Linked DNA regions of Mus musculus: region 2 is linked to region 1. The links are chromatin contacts, called in public HiChIP or PLAC-seq maps. All regions are on one chromosome and are shown on one strand. The core of a region is the stretch at or near the end of the contact, and the rest is flanking DNA. Distances in the headings are between cores, read along the strand shown.

The links. HiChIP or PLAC-seq counts read pairs in DNA pulled down with a chosen protein or histone mark.
Region 2: a PDX1 HiChIP or PLAC-seq map of a beta-TC-6 cell line shows a contact between it and region 1, with 8 times the contacts expected there. The contact joins two enhancer-like sites. A contact is called at or near these places in 3 of 39 promoter capture datasets (the 3T3-L1 cell line, hippocampal neurons and neural stem cells), 16 of 484 Hi-C or Micro-C datasets (the C2C12 cell line, MC3T3-E1-derived osteoblasts, the N1E-115 cell line and 8 more), 11 of 115 datasets of contacts at active chromatin or transcription factors (a beta-TC-6 cell line, cardiomyocytes, craniofacial prominence and 8 more) and 1 of 9 other capture datasets (embryonic stem cells).

Annotation. Positions count from the first base shown.
Region 1 is chr2:135,418,696-135,424,282 of GRCm38.p6, reverse strand. The region is part of intron 31 of Plcb1 (phospholipase C, beta 1); the gene reads right to left. Among named protein-coding and RNA genes, the nearest start is that of Gm31993, 120 kb to the left of the region's middle. Within about 2 kb of position 4,117, at least 2 of the 459 cell types and tissues checked have an H3K27ac peak or open chromatin away from gene starts, as enhancers often do.
Region 2 is chr2:135,668,662-135,674,630 of GRCm38.p6, reverse strand. All of the region lies in intron 1 of Plcb4 (phospholipase C, beta 4), which reads right to left. Among named protein-coding and RNA genes, the nearest start is that of Plcb4, 12 kb to the right of the region's middle. Within about 2 kb of position 1,715, at least 6 of the 459 cell types and tissues checked have an H3K27ac peak or open chromatin away from gene starts, as enhancers often do.

The DNA.
Region 1 (5,587 bases), core at 2,868-5,367:
GGAGCCATGTATACTCCTTGGTTGATGGCTTAGACCCTGGGAGCTCTGGGGGGTCTGGTTGGTTGATATTGTTGTTCTTCCTATGGGGTTGCAAACCCCTTCAACTCCTTCAGTCTTTTCTATAACTCCTCCATTGGGGACCCCACACTCAGTCTAATGGTTGTCAGCCTCCTTTCTTATAGCACCCAGGACTATCAGCACAGGAATGATACTACCTACAACTGACTGAGCCCTCCCACATCAATCAGTAAGAAAAGATTGGGCTTGCCCCACAGCCCAATCTTAGGAGGCATTTCCTCAGGTGAAGTTCCCTCCTCTCAGATGATGCAACTTGTTTCATAAAATAGGTAGAAAAAATAATGTATAGAGGAGAGGGCTCACTCACGTTCCAGCTCTTCATATCAAGCTTTAGGATCTGTTCTGCCATTTGTTGAATCTGTGCTGATTTGTTTGGATTGTGACTGAAGTGACCATTTGCTGCGTTTGAGCACAGGCGATGAGAGGTCTGTAGATTCCAGGGTTTGAAATATCTGGGCTAGATAGTTAAAGGTTGGGCTCAATCATTCACACTGTTTCTGCTTTCAAAGAGATAGATGAAGCTATACCTCAATGAGTCGCCATGGTTATTGACATAAGAACACCTGGTTATTGACTTAAATTATGAAAAATTTTGAGGTTTCTTATGGCTCAGCTAAGATTCACTGGTCCATATCAATCATATATTAATTAATCATATATTAATTAATCATATATTAAATGCGATGCATGTGCTTTCGACTATTTTTTGTACTAGGAGGCATGATTGGTGAGATGTTTATGGAAAGATGATCAAGTCAATTTACAAAGCATAAACAGCCAGAAGCCTTTCCACAGCAAATATGCAATGAGTGGTCTTGAAAGACAGAAGTCCACAAATGGATTTGATTCATCAGTGCCATGTAGGGCAGGCTAATAGCTACCATGATGTACATGGGCTCTTCCACTTTGTGTGTGGCAAACCATCACACATACATCAGGATGGGACCCAAGATGGTGCTTCAAACAGCATAGATCTTCAAAGGCTGCAGTCAGCTACTTCAGACAAGGAAAGGGCTATCACAAGGGTGGAGAGGATCAGGAGACAGATATCACAAGGGTGGGGAGTTTTACAAAACAGCAAAAAGTTGGCAAAAAGCCACTCCCTTGATTTTTTGGTGGGGGTGTGATGTCCACTCAACTTCTTGCTATTTAATGATCCTTAATAGTGTGTGCAGCTGTGAGGTGCTTTCTATAGAAGTGAATCTTTATCATCAAGTTAACTAACCCTCTTGGGTTCTTCAAATACTCAGATTAATCCACCTGGCAAAGAGGGAAGCAGTTAATTATCATAATAAAGATCTTTATCTCAAGGCTGTGCACTGAAAAGAAGATCAAACATTGCCTTTAGACAGGGAGTCATCTGTGGGTCAGGCTTTTGGTTTTTAGTCTTATGACAGGGATTCTAATAATCTGCTCAGAGTCAGAACCAGCATGTACTCACATCTACGGAAAGTAAATATTTTGCAGTTGAGCTTTTAACATGTCAATGGTCATCAAGGTCCCCTTTCAAGCACATGGTAGTGCAAAAGGACCTCCATCCAGGACCACTGTCTGCTTTTCCTGGTGTTAGCCTCTATAGCCCTGACTACATTTTAAAATTTCCCTGGCATTATGATACTTCAAAATGAAATGAAATTTAATTTCTTTAATGTATTACCTCAGACAAGTTTTAGAACCAAGTGTTACACAATTTATTAAATATGCTGGAAAGCTCCCCTTTTGTCTGAGCAAGTATAAACAACTGTTCTAATGAAAATTTAAGACCACTAAGTTTTATTACGGTTGGTAATTATTTCTTTTCTATAGATGTGGAGGCTTAAGTCTTTGTGGATAGCATCCTTTGGCCAATGGAGTGTTTAGTAAAAATCTGTATGCCAATGGCAGAGAAGATTTTGTGAGTTAGTTCAAAAGCTGGTACAGATTTTTTGATATCATGAAAATCACTTTCAGTTAAAATAAATGTAAAGCATTTATGAAATTTATTTTTTAAAAATCCATTACTTAAAAAAAATAAAATGGGATGGGCTAGAGAGATGGCTCAGCAGTTAAGAGCATTTGTTGCTCTTGAACAGGACCCAGGTTTAATTCCAAGCACACACATAGCAGCTCATAGCCATTTATAGCTTTCATTCCAGGGGATCCAACATTCTCTTCTGTGGATACCAGGCACACATACATACACACACACACACACACACACACAAGAGAAAAATAAGTAAATCTTTTAAAAAATACGTGGCTAGTTGATCACTTAAAAATAGAGCTTACCTTCCAAGTAAACAACAATAATAAATAAAGCTGGTGTCTTGTCCATATTCTAACCGATGTCTGAGGTATGTCCTGAGGTCTTACAGCCTCCTGTTTTACAATGACCTGACTTCACATTGCTAGCACTGAGACACTGTAAACTCAGCCAGAATAATCCAATAAGAAAGAAAAGTGTGGTGATCACAAAGAGTGTGAAATAAGAATTTAGCAAGAGGGAGCTCATTGCTGATATCCGATGTGACTGTCCATCACTGAATAGTCAGAGATGTGGATCCATGATAGCATGATAGCATCCCTGGTACATTACTGTGAACGTGAGCAGCTGGGGAGACTGACTTTCTCTGGAGCTCCATCTATGAAGAACAGCCTTGTTTCCTGAAACTGTATCTGAAGCTTAGGGAATTCTGGCATTCCCTGTGTTACCCATGGGAAATCTGGGCTAAAATATAAGCCCTGTCAAGATATACTGCTCTAGTTTTCAGGTGTTTCCAGAAGGTCATCTCCATTGTGGTAGGGTTGGGAGGTAGAGCTAAATACAGTGATTGGATTACCAAGGTAGGGACCTTGGTCATTGTGCAGGTGGGTTAGTTACAAGAATGGGCTGTTGGAATGAGACCCTGCTCACACTTTTCTTTGTATCTGCTTATTTGTCTTCACTCTGTGCCATGTTGTCATGCAGCACAAGATCTCAGATGTTGTCCTTTGCTCAAGGACTTCCTGGGCTTCAGAACCATAGCTGAACTTTTTAAAAAGTTCCATCGATATTCTTCTGTGATAGTGACAGGAAGTGAATGGCTGTGCATAATGACGCCAGCCTTGGCACACATTTTACTATACTTAATACATGAAGACGTATTCAGTAGGTTCTTACAGGACTTTGCATGATTTTTTAAGCTATGTGGTTTAACTTCATTCAGAAATGGAACCCCCTTACTTCTAGAGGATAGAGGATAAACACAGTCAATCTTGGCCTGTTTTCTTGTTAGTGTCCTCCACTTTTTTTTCTTTCAGTCCAGCAGTTCTAAGTCACAGACAACTGAGAATATTAGCATTTAAAAAACACATTTACAAGGATATAGGTAAACAAAAAAAAAAAGCAAGACAAAACAAAACAGAAAACTGAAGCATTTATCAAAGTCAGTCTGGATTCATGATACTTTCTAATAAATTCATCTATGTGGCCCTAGATACTGCTGGGGGATGGGATGGGGAAATCAGTCCCATCTCAAGGTGGAATGTGGGAGACTCATCTCCATTAGGTCAGCAGCAAAGTCTTCCTGGTGGCACAAAGATGCTCTGAACCCAACCATGCAGAAAGACAGATGGTGCATAAGAAAGGCAGGTGAGAAAGGACCAGGCTAGAGGCCACTTTATGGTCTCAAAGCCAAAGCTCTTAGCTGTCTTCTTTGCACCAGGGTGTGACTGTGAATGATCCTCTACTGGCTAATGCATGAAACAGGGAGGGTGACATTAACAGTCACATATATGCCAGAGCTGAGACTTGCATTTGAGTCTGAATTTGATGCAAGCCCAAGAAATCTTGAGCAGTAATACCTGCATCTCAGGCTTTCCTTTGAAGTCAACAATGCTTCAGAGAAACGTTGAGGAATTTAAAGATTAAATAAAGTGTCTTTCTAGAGGCTTTTTCTCCAATATTTTATGAGAAAATTTCTCAAGCATATGTAGCATTTAAAGGAAATGAACAGCAGACATCCACAGATTCACTGTGATATTCTACCGTTGACCATTACTGAGTTAGCTTATTTCTGCCTCATTTAGTTTTGGGATACATTTCAAAGACTTTCAGACATCAAAGCTTATATATCAGCACACATGTGATGAGTTGGCGTTCATTGTGATTAAAAAAATAAGGCATTCTGAAAATGCAGAATGATTCTCTGTCTCATAAGTGAATTCTCTTAGGTCTGGGCGAGTCTGCAGTGAGGATCACTACTGGAGAAAGTCATATACTAGATCTTTTCCTAAATAACTACTTCTAAGCATACGAAAACAAAACAAAAAAAAAAAACAAACAAAATATGACTTGTAAGTGAGGAGGAAAAAAAAAGAGGTTTCGTCTTTTCCTCTCTCACTCACTGATACCATTTAATCAGCTGGGTCGGGTCCTTTAGGGTGCGTCACCATGGCACTGTGATATTCATGAACATCACAGTGTAGAAGCTGCAACCCTGAATCTGCACAAATCCTCAAAAAGCCATACAGAACTTTTTGTGAGAAATAAGTCGATGAATTTCTGGCTTGTACTTAAGCTTGGCCCAATAAAGGACAGCATGTCCTAATTAGTGGGGTCACCCTCGAGAAACGGTAAGAGTGGCCATAGAATAATGCCAGCTTAGATCAGCTCCCATGCAAACAAATCATCCCTGTGTCCACCTTTTTCTTAAGAGAAGGTTGAGAAGATAATTGGCCTCTCTGTCAGGGGGGGTCAGCAGATTCCCCTGCCAAACCTTTGAGAGAACTTAATTGGACTTTGGACAATAGAGAAGACAGTGACCTATAAATAGAAAGTAACTGTTGAGAAGAGATTCTACAAGAATTACAGAGAGACAAAGACAGATGGGGACTCATGGGGGCCCTCACGATGCACGAGAAAGGCTACATTGCCAGGGACACACATTGGGAAAGTCTAAAATGCAAATGTCCCCCGGCAAGCAAATCAGTATAGCTCTGGAAAGGCTCTCTTCTTTCATTTGATTTCCCTGAGTTACACAGAATAGTCTATTAAAACTATTTGTCACGCTGCTGTTTCCCTTCCTTTAGCTCAGGGGCTGGCAAACTATCCCCAGGGGGAGCCACACAGAAAATATTTTGACTATGTAGGCTGTCCTGTCTCTGAAGCAATTGTTCAGTTTGGTACGGGAGATACAAACCCAGACAACACATAAAGAAATGGGCATGCGGATGCTTAGGAAAACTTCTTGAATTTTCTGTTTCAAGCTATTTCATGGGCTCCAAAATATTCTTCTTTGGATCAGTTTTTGATCATTTCAAAATCCAAAATTCATTCTTTGCACCTTGGGTTGTGTAAAAACAGGAAGTAGCATGGGTTTGATTTTCTAGTGGACTTCCTGTGATGGTAGAAAAGATGCACTGGCAGCGCCCAGGACTGGACGTACCAGCTACTGGCCTGTAGAATCTGGAACTAGGGGTCACAACAAGAAGAAACTGAGTTTTAAATGCTGTTCAATTGTAATTAAATAACGATTGAATTGCTGTGTAT
Region 2 (5,969 bases), core at 466-2,965, 250 kb before region 1:
CATGTGCCCATATATGTGTGTGCCAATCTGACTGTCTGCATGTGTCTGTCTTGTCTGTACATACCTGTGGGGTGTGGGGGTATGTTAGTGTGACTGACTGTCTGTCTGTCTGTGTCTCTCTGGGTAGGAGAGCATGTGTGTTTGTCGGTCTGTGTCTGTGAGCCTATATGTGCATAGGTGTGTGTATCTCTGTGTCTTTTTCTGTATGCCTGTGGTGTGTGTGTGTGTGTGTGTGTGTGTGTGTGTGTGTGTGTGTGTGTGTTTGTGTCTTCCTCTCTGAGGAGTCTCTGACCTGTGGGAAGGCAAGAGGACTGTAGGAAGCAGTGACTCTGTATTCTTGGTATTTCATTGTTTCTGGGGTATAAAGGCTGCACTGACCTCTAGCAGAAATAAGTTTCTTTTCAAATATTCAGACCAAATACCTTGTTGAGACAGTAAAGTGTACCTTCCAAGTAACTGACGTTGTCCATTCTCCCACAAAGCTTTTGGAACACCTTGGCTTGGTACAAAGAGGAACACTTACAGAAGGTTCAACAGACAACTGCTGCAACTCTCTCAGTCAAGGAGTAGACTCCTCCTGGTTTTCCATCTTTAGGACAACCCTGAGAGTTTCTCCTGTTTAAATCCAAACTTAGAAAACAAGGGATGGCCTGTAACTGAACAGTTTGAGAGCACAGCTATACCGAGTCACCTCAGGGTGAGGACTAACACCCAAGTCATCTGTGTGAGTCCAATTCCTCCTCTTCCCTGGGAGGCTGGAGAAATCCCGCACGCTACTCATGACAGACGGAGAGGAGCTATAGCCAGTTACTTTGATTCCTTCAAAGGGAATGGAAAAACGGACAGAATGAGGCCAGGCGCTTGATTCTGCAGGAGCATCCTGGGTCCGAAAGGCTCTAAATAAAAGGAAACACTCCGTTCATTCCCAAGTGCTGCTATATTTTCTCAGCAGCTGCAATAACTAAACTAAAACCCCCCCTAAATATTGTCTCCATTGAAACTTGAGTAATGATCTAATTAATAACTAACATTCTCAGCAGCATTTTTTCAATACAAAGCTAAAAGAGATTTGCTAAATAAAAAGATGTGAATTGAAACAGAGAAGAAAACTCTTAAACATTACCATGCCACATGTATGGTGGGCGGCGTTACAGTTCAAAAGCCATTCTTCAGAGTTACTCAAACTACTGTAAATAACACAGTCAGTCCCCCAACTCTGGAGCACAAAAAAAAAGACACTCTTTCAAAAATAATATCCAGTGGAATATTCCCCTTTAATTAAGTGTATTTCTATTTGGCAGTCATATATCCCCAGGTCCTTTGGAAAATAAAATACAATGCAAAAAGCAAGTACAAAGCATTTTAGATCACAGTGAGCCCAACTAAATAAAATAATCCTTTTAAATAAATTACTTCCCCCTGAATTCCCTGCAAGTTTGAAATGGGGAAATTTCTCTAACTTGCCACACTATACAGAAAACAAGCAAAACACATTAAAACTGAGCTCATGACACAGAAAAGACAACAGGATCAAGTGTCCTCCAGGCACAGATGAAAGATGGACTGTGTCGTGGGGAACATCTTTGGGCGTGGTTTGCTATTATGACATTAGTTTCTGATAGAGAAATAATGACCGCAGCATTTCCAGATGACTGATCACCTTTCCAAAATGGTTACTGGGCCATCTGTCAGCACCCAGGGATTCCCCTGTAAGTGTGTAGATGGCTTCCTGCTCTTACCTGTGACGCTCCTTTGGCTCGCTCACTCACCTCTTCTCTAATGTACTCCACAGGCAGAATTTGCAATGTTGGCAATTACCACTCACTCATTAAGGACACACTCATTTAGTCCCAGACATGCACCCATTTTATTCTGGGCACAAGTCATGTTGTAGCTAAAACATGAGCAGTTGACATGGAGGCAGAGGTGCAGCACCCACCCGCACTGGGGTTGGAATCTAAGCGGGCTGGGAGGGATAAAGCCCCGCCCTCATCCAGAGTCTCTGAAGAGCGGTGAGGAGGGTGAGGAGTTCAAAGTCAACAAGCACACAGCAGCCACAGCATTTAGCTTCTTGGAGTTTAATAATGCTTACTACAGGTTATACAAATAAAGGAGTTAAAATTTCACAGCACAGTTCAGACCAAGGATGGCTTGCATTCGGCAAATTAGGGAAACAGAAATTAATCGTGAAAGCCCTGGGGATTTGTGGAGGAGGTTTTTTTTTATATAAATAATGCTCAAAGGCTTTTTTTGTGCAGATTTCTTTAGCTGGTATGAAGAATGAAGTCATAGGCAAAGATGTAAAGTTATAAAGTAGCTGTTTGTGTGTCTCTCTGAAAACTGTAAACTCCTACATGGAAGGGGAAAAACAACAACAACACACACAAAAACAAACAAACAAACAAACAAAAACAACCCAGCACCATTGTAAAGAATACCTGCTGGAGCCAAGAGAATATACATGATTGACAGATGAGGGATGGGGGTGGACTATACCGCTAGAAGAATCTGGGCTTAGAATAAGGATACTGTTATGGTTGTGGTTTGGATCTAAAATGTTTACTACAGGTACCAGGATTTAAACCCTTGATCCCCAGCCGTTGGTGCCAATTTTGGAGGCCATAGCACCCTTAGGAGGTGGGACCTAGCTGGAGGAAGCTGGTCACTGAGGAACAGGTCTCATGCATGACTATCCATGTTCTGGGCAAAGGTTTTCTCCGCTTACTTATCAGCAGGGATGAAAATGTGCAACCTCCCATTCCTGCTACCCCATACCCGCCAGCTCGGCTCATGCCTTCCAGGCCAGAAGGGACTGTACCTTGCCAAACTTCGAGCCAAAATAAACCTTCACTCCTTTAAATTGTTACTTGTCGTGCATTTTGTCATAGCAACAAGAAGACCACTACAGTCATAAACTTGGGCAGCGAGATGCAAGGAAAAAAACAAACAAACAAACAAAAAAAAAAACAAAAAGAATGGACAAAGCTATCAATGTGGCCAGGGGTGGGGGGCCAGCAGATTCTCTACATGAGCAACTTGTTGCACAAAGGTTTAGAAACTGGGATAAGACTTTGATGTGAAGTTGAGGGCTTCTGTTTGAGGCATTCTGACCTGTAGGTACCCATAGGACTTCAAGGTCAAGATCTCCAGCAGACAAAGGATGCATTTGAAACTCAGACAAAAATTTACAGCTATGGGAGTTTCCAGTAAACAATAAGTTGACAGAATGGTGAAAGCAAAAGAACCATCTCCTACAGAGAGAGTTTTAGAATGAGGCCTCCACAGAACACCAGGTCAAGTGCTGAGTGGTGAAGGCTCTTCGTGAAGCTCTGCCTCAGTGCATAAAAACAATCTGTGTGCGAGGGACAGGTAAGCCCTCAGAAGCAGGGACTTCACAAATCTATGGCAGGAACCACAAAAATGAATCAAGCAAGCAAAACCTGTTTACTCTGAAGTGAGAATGTTGCATGTTGGTCGGAGATTCTGGGAGCACAGGGCAGCAGAGGCTAATAGCTAGTGTCCTGGAAGCTTACACTACAAGCCTTGGACGTGAGGAAAGACAAATCTCTTTCCGCTGTCCGATTTTATGATTCTAATCAAGTCCCATTGCTTGTTCTCGAAGAACAGATGCACAAACCCAACAGAGCAGTCTTCACCTTTTCAAACACCAGGAGCAGAAACGCAAGTCAGAAGCTAAAGCTGATCCTGTCTGGAGTCTTATTGCTCTGCTGAATGAATGAGAAAAATACAGCTTGTTCATGTCTACCGAGGGATGCTAAAGACTTTCTCAAATTGACTTCTTCAAAGAAAAATTACCACTAATAACTCAATTTCTTCCTAGTCTTCCCCACCCCCACCATTTTAGATAAAAGAATTTAACAAAATATTAAAAGCAAAGGAATGGCTTCCCAGGTAGCCAACTTAATGGTGACAGACATTATGAATCCCCTGCACCTCTAACCCTAATCCATCGGATAAACATATTGAGTTTCCCACTCTATGGTTTTACCAATGAAAAACAGTCTATTCCAAATGACACTGAAAAACTGTCAACCAATGCTTCTCTAAGGACAACCACAGTCTTACTGATAGCAGCCATGTGATACTTACTATGGAACAATCTCAGGTTTCAATTTAATTGTGGTAGCTAGAGGTTTATTTTCCTTTTCACAAAACAGACTACAGGGTTTCTGCTCTGACCCGACAGGTGACTCGTCTGAGTGCCTCCTACTCCGCCTGGGAAGTAGCTGAGCTCTGCCATTCGCCTCTCCTGGCCATTTACCATCCCTTCCCACCCTGCCCACCATTGCCCGGTAGCTTTTACCTGGGTCCACCTATCTAGATGACAGAGGTAGGTTTACTAGAATTCCTGCTTTCCTTGCTGTGATACTACAGGGACACTATGTCCCCTCCAAAGGTCATAGCTCCAGATCGTTTCTTCTTGCTCCTTCCCTCCAGTCACAAAGCCTCGGTCTTTCTTGCTCCCTTCCTTTAGGACTTACCCTCACTGTGCCCATCTGCCCACGATTTCTAAAGGGTCTCTTTTAGAGCCCTCCCCAGAGGACCTGGTTTACACATACCTTCTAGTCAGGTCCTAAGACATAGGCTTGAAGAGTGGGCTTTCACCAACACCATCAAAGGAAATTTTCTGTAAACTCTGACATACTATAAGGTTTCCATAAACCCAGCACAGACTCTTTTGAATACGCAAGGTTTCAATGCCAAGCAAATCCAACTGAATCTTACCATATTCCTACAATTCTCAGTGTGCTGTAAAAATAAATAAATAAACATACAGAAGACATATGTTCAGGACTTGAATATCCCTGACAAGCTAACCAGAAGTTTGTTTTTTAAAATAGGTATCTGGAGAAACGGCTGAAGGATTCAGACCCATCTTTGGAAAAGAGACAAGGTTCCAACTTCCTGACATATACTGCCATCAGGATACCCTGACCCTGACCCTGACCCTGACCCTGACCCTGACCCTGACCCTGAGATGCTAGCTCTTGAGAGCATGCCATCAAATTCTGAAAAGCAACTAAGTGGATTTATATTATTGTTAATAATTACAGTGATCGCAACCGTTACTTTTGAAAGAGGTCAATATCGGTGACCTAGATTTACTATGTTCCCCAGTAACTCTTGAAATGAAAATGCAACGCGGTTTCTAAGGTACACAGTACTTTTTGTCTACGATTCATTTCTCAAACAAAGGAAACTTAGCTTCGGGTACTCACTCATGGCACTTCGTAAGAGAGCATTGCCATTGATCCCTCCAGATCTCTTGGGAGAAGGTACAGGATTCCAATTTTTCTAGCTTTTGTTTTAGGCTTGTTCACACGTTTGGTGGGTGGGTTGGGCTGGGTTGGAGAGTTGGTGTACTGAGCCTGGGTCATGCTTATGTAACTCAGGCAGGCTTCAAGCTCAACATCCTCTTGCCTCAGCCTCCTGGGAGTTAGGCTTACAGGTAAGCACCGCCAGCCCTAGCTTACGGTAGATTCTTTGATAATTCTACAAAGATATTGTTCAGCAACCAGCAGTTTGTATTGCCAGGACTCCACAGATGGGTACTCAAGTCCCTTGGATAAAACAGAGTGATATTTGTTTACACATCCCCCCTCATATTTAAATCACCTCACTATTGGTGGTACCTCATACAGTATAAGGTATAATAATGTATTATTCAGGGAATAACCATCAAAAAATGTCCAGGGCTGGGGAAAGAGCTCAGATATAGAGTGTGTGAAACAAATATGTATATGTTCAGGACAGATACTATTTCTCCCCCAAACAATTTTGACTTGTAATTATTTAAACACAGGGACTCAGAACCCAGAGCATGCAAAGGAGACTACATTAGCAAATCAGAATTTATAAGCCCTGACAGGCATTCTTTTTTAAAATTTTTTTATTTTACTTTTTTTTTTTTACTTTTTTTATTTTTTGGTTTTTCAAGACAGGATTTC